2 separate regions of the Bos taurus genome follow, and region 2 is linked to region 1. Evidence: chromatin contacts called from public Hi-C data. All regions are on one chromosome and are shown on one strand. The core of a region is the stretch at or near the end of the contact, and the rest is flanking DNA. Distances in the headings are between cores, read along the strand shown.

What was found. A called contact is a pair of places that touch in the nucleus more often than the background predicts.
Region 2: a contact with region 1 is called in a Hi-C map of skeletal muscle, with 6 times the contacts expected there. The contact joins the promoter of FBXO7 here to the promoter of PWP1 in region 1. A contact is called at or near these places in 2 of 11 Hi-C or Micro-C datasets (liver and skeletal muscle).

The regions. Positions count from the first base shown.
Region 1 is chr5:70,930,425-70,933,012 of ARS-UCD2.0, forward strand. It overlaps PWP1 (PWP1 homolog, endonuclein), which reads left to right and starts at 1,308. Exons shown (of 15, transcript NM_001046166.1): 1 at 1,308-1,508. The coding sequence starts at 1,437.
Region 2 is chr5:71,098,579-71,101,166 of ARS-UCD2.0, forward strand. It overlaps FBXO7 (F-box protein 7), which reads left to right and starts at 1,275. Exons shown (of 9, transcript NM_001038059.1): 1 at 1,275-1,668. The coding sequence starts at 1,550.

The sequences.
Region 1 (2,588 bases), core at 58-2,557:
TGTTGCAAACTGCCCACAAATTGACCCCATATGTGGACAGCCCATTCTGACAATAAAAATGGAGCAGAGCATATGCTGCTGGTTTTCTTTGCCACCACTCTCTCCATAGCAATCACCCTCCTGTTTTGCTTGCCAGTCTCAGATGTAGGGAAGAGAGATGAAAACTCAGAGAGGGCAAGTGACCAAGACAGGGTCACACAGCCAAGAAAATCAGCTCTTGAAAATATCTACCTACCTGATGACTGTCCTGCCAGTTTTTCCCCAGCACACAGCCTCATTTCTGCTCCCCACCCTGAACTAGTCTCACGGTGCATTGAAGGTCAGCAGCTCCAGAAGCCCATCATGATTTAATTCTTGTAGAGGTAGATGGCAAGTGTCCATAGTGTGTGAAAGTGTTAGTTGGTCAGTCGTGTCTCTCTGCAACCCCATGGACTGTAGCCCACCAGGCTCCTCTGTTCATGGGATTTTCCAGGCAAGAATACTGGAGTGGGTTGCCATTTCCTCCTCTAGGGGATCTTCCCAACCCAGGGATCAGACCCAGGTCTCTCGCATGGTAGGCAGATTCTTTACTGTCTGAGCCACCAGGGAAGCAAGTGCCCATGGTAAGTGCCAATTTGTAGTTGACAGTATCCTAGCTACTTGCTAGCTGTGTGGCCTTGGGAAGGATAGTATTCCCCCTAAGATCTCCCACAAAGGGTTAAGAAGTTACCAAGTTTACATAAGGCACTTAAAATGGTGCCTCCTGTATATATCAAGCACTCTGTGTTTGCTGCTGCTACAACCACTACCTTGTACTTAGTACATAAGTAACATGCAAGAATGTAATGAAATGTAATGGCTGAACTATCTCCTTGAAATAATTCATTTAGAATTCCCTGGTCATCCTGTGTAAGGCTGGGGCTTTCACTGCTCTGCTGAGCTTGGGGAACCAAGATTCCACAAGCCCTACCGCCTGGCCAGAGAAGGAAAAAAAAAAAAAAAAAAGTTCATTTTGGAGAAAGCTTTTAAAAACAAACCTAAAACCTCTACCATTGTCAGCTCTGAGAATATGGAGGCAAAATAAAGGTTGGTGTAAATCTGGCTCTGACCTTTACAGTTCCAATTTATTTATTCATTACTCCCACGAAGCCCGCAGACATCGTCACGGATGTCTTGTAAAACCCATTCACACCACCGTACACAGCAGTCTAGCCCTCGTGGACTCCTAACCCCGCTGCCTCGGATACCAAATCTTTCCCCACCCCTTTCCCGTTCGCCGCTTTCGAATGACGTCAGAAGCGGGCGCCGACCCCTAAGGACCAGGTGGCCGGCGCCTGCGCTCTTCCCCAAGCTGCGGCCGGGAGGCCTTCACGGAGCTTGCTGGCCGAAGGGCGGAGGGGGTTTCCAGACCCGCCGGGGCCAAGTCTGTAGCGTGAGGCGTCGCTGCGCCGAGGACCATGAACCGCAGCCGCCAGGTGACGTGCGTGGCTTGGGTCCGCTGCGGCGTGGCCAAAGAGACGCCAGACAAGGTGAGGCCCGGTCGCTCCGTGGTATAGGGGGAGCAGCCTCTCTGCAGCATCCTGGGTCAGCGCCTCCTGGGAACCTGGACCCGGAACGCGCGGCCCTGGCGCCGCTGGTGGGAATGACGTGGGGTGGGGCCGGCTGTGGCCTGTTTGTCGTGGCTAGGGCTGTGGTTACGAGGGTCTGGGACTCCTGGCCCTTTGGGCCCCGCCTCCTCGCCGTCCCTTCCCACCCGAGCCCGACCCACCCCACACCCCGCGATTCGCACGCATGTGGACCTCGTGGAAGGAGGAGGGATGGTGCTTGCTGAGAACTTCCATCGAGACCTCTTGACGACGCCACATAGTCTCCCACCACCCTAGTGCGTTTTCAGGCAAACCGGGAAAAGGGGGCGAAACTCCACTTTCCCCTCCTCCCCTCGGCGGGGAGGAATGAACTGGATGAAAACCGTGGTGTAGAAAAACTGGTGTGGAGACTACGGTGTCGTGAGCTCGAGAATTGAATTAGGAGTTCTCGCAGTAGTGCAAATGAAATGTTGATGAGGCCGCGGGCGGTGGGGTAGAGGTAAACGGTGACACTTTATGAAGGGGAAAAGCCTACAAGAGAGACTGAGTCTGTAGCCGAGGAGATTACCTACGTTATTCAACAGATATTTAACGAAGTGCTTTCTCGTTCCCAGTATTGTTCAGGGTCCTGGGATAGGCATGAACAAAACAGGATAAGTCCCTCCCTGCCTTTATGGAGTTGACATGTGCATATATAATACTTTGTCAGTGGGAATAAATGTTAAGGAAAAAAACGGGCGGGGTAGTGTTTGTTTCAGGTTATTGAGCCAGTTCCACCAGGACATAGACTGTTTTATTCTCCAGTTTCCCCAGCATTTGGCACACGGTAGGCATTCAGTGTGGCGCTAATGGTAAAGAACCCACCTGCCAATGCAGGAGACGTAAGAGAGGCGGGTTCTATCCCTGGGTGGGAAGATCCCCCTGGAGGGCATGGCAACCCACTCCAGTATTCTTGCCTAGAGAATCCCATGAACATAGGAGTCTGGCAGAGGACAGTCCATCCGATTGCAAAGAGTCGGACAC
Region 2 (2,588 bases), core at 25-2,524, 170 kb after region 1:
CCTCTGTGGTAGCTAGACTCCCAGATGGACCCCAGTGATCCCTGTCTATTGGTATTCATGACTTCGGGTTGATTCTCCCACACTGAAGTCTTGGTTGAACGAGTGAAGTGATGGTATGTGACTTCTGAGATGAGATCATAAAAGACACTGTGGCTTCTGCCTTGGTCTCTCTGGGATCATTGGCTCTGAGGGAAGTGAGGGACACTGACACCATGCCCTTGGGACACTCAAGCGGCCCAATGGGGAGGCCCACGGCGTGAAAAACTAAGGCGTCAACAGAAAAAACCAAGGTCAACAGTCATGCGATTGAGATCCTCCAGCCCGAGTCAACATTTCAGATAACTGCAGGTCAAGGCTGCTTGACCTACATCTTGACTGTAATCTCACGAGAGACCAAGACAGAACCAAACAGCCAAGTCATGACCAAGTTTTCGATCTACAGAACCTGTGTGAAAAATGTCAGTTGTCCTAAGCGGTTAAGCTTTGGGGTGATTATTAGGCAGCGACAGGTTGCCAATATACTCTCCGACATAGATCACCGGCTACAATGGTTTTTTTTTTTTTTTTTTTTTTAATAAATATTTATTTGGCCGCCCTGGGTCTGGGCCGCATGTGGAATCTAGTTCCCTTACCATGGATTGAACCGGGCCCCCCGTTTTGGGAGCGCGGAGTCTTAGCCACTGGCCCACCAGGAAGTCCCTACAAATTGTTTTAAGTTTGCTGTAACGTGGGAAACTATAAGAATCTGGGTTCAACCTAAGGTGCTGATGGGTGCGAACGGTGCTGGAGCCACGGAGGAAATGGAGTAAGAACCAGGACACCTGGCCTTGCGGAGTGGCGAGTAATTTGATCTGTAGCATCCCTTTCCGGAGAAGGCAATGGCACCCCACTCCAGTACTCTTGACTGGAAAATCCCATGGACGAAAGAGCCTGGTAGGCTGCAGTCCATGGGGTCGCGAAGAGTCGGACACGACTGAGCGACTTCACTTTCACTTTCATGCATTGGAGAAGGAAATGGCAACCCACTCCAGTGTTCTTGCCTGGAGAATCCCAGGGACGGGAGAGCCTGGTGGGCTGCCGTCTCAGGGGTCGCACAGAGTCGGACACGACTGAAGCGACTTAGCAGCAGTAGCAGCAGCAGTATCCCTTCCAGCGTTAACGTTCTCTAGGAAAGGCGGAGACAAGTGACACCATTGCTCGAGCGCCGCGACCCCGGCGCTCCGCGGCAGCCTCCACGCCTGCGCAGAACTCATAGCGCGCTCTCAGGTGGCGCCGTTGCGCGCCGAGTCATCGATGGTGAGTTCCCGAGCGGCCTGGACCCGTGTTGGCCTCCAGCGGTCTGCTCGCCGGTGGGCTCCAGGGGGCGCCCTCAAGAGAAGGGGCGGAGCGCTCCTGTTCCAGAGACCAGCTCGGCGGGGTCCTCGGTCGGTTACACCTCAGTATCTCCATAGCTACGGTAGTGGCCGCTGTAGGCGGGAGGTCCCCGGCCGCTCCGCAGTTACCGTCACCGCCTCGGGGGTCCGGGCCGCTGAGTCCTCTCGCGGCCGCCATGAAGCTGCGGGTCCGGCTTCAGAAGCGGACCTGGCCGCTGGATATGCCAGAAGTGGAGCCGACTCTGGGGCAGCTGCGCGCGTACCTGAGCCAGGCCCTGCCCACCTGGGGGTACAGGTAGGCGCCGCGGAGAGGCGGGGTGGGGGGGGCGGTGGGGCGGGGAGGAGCGCCCAGTGGCGCGGGCCCGCGCCGGGCGGTCACGTGAGGCGGGGCGGCTAGCGGGCGGGGCCAGCACCCCGGGACTGTGATGCGCGCGGGCCAGGCGGGAAGCGGGAACGAGGGTTGCAGCTCGCGGGGTCCCGGCTCCTAGAGGTCATGGCCCGGCGTCCCGAGGGCTCCGAGCTCATCCAGGGTGAGCCTTCGCTTCCGTGTTTGCAGTAAACTAACCCAGGGAGAGGCTAAGATGCAAAATTCTCGAGTCTTTTGAGATGTGAGCTGGGAAATTACGGGTTAGGCTTAGGTTAAACCTCTTCAGGCTTTCAGGGATTTAAGTTCACCATCTCCAGCTGTCGGAATATTTCAGTGAAAAAGTTTGTAAAGTGTTAGGAGTTAAAAACCTGCTTCGTATCTCGTATGGAGATAAGAGGCCACCTGTAACCTGTACCGCTTTCAGACTGCCAGCCTGCAGTCCGCTTAAAAACTCCGTTAAGTGTTTACCTGCCAGGCGCGGCTGTGGGCACTTTGACTTCCCCGCTGGAAAGTTTTGCAAAGTGCAGCATTTCGGTCTGTTTCAAATAATAATATTTTCCTGGGCAAGATGTTGCTTTTTTTTTTTTTTAATGCAATCTATGGTAAACATTGGCCTTATGATGACCCTGGAGAGCTTGCAGTTTGGGGACAGTGACGTTGAGAAATAATGGATCAAATTCTGAATTTATGGGGTTGCAGATGAGGCTGTCCTGGGTATCCTGGAGACCATAACCTGGGAGTAGAGGGACAAAAGTGAGGGTGGTCCTCTTCAAATACTGAGCTAGCGAATTTGGAATTTGTGCTGAGAAAAAATACAAGAGGTGTTCACTGGGGCTTTTTAGGTGAAT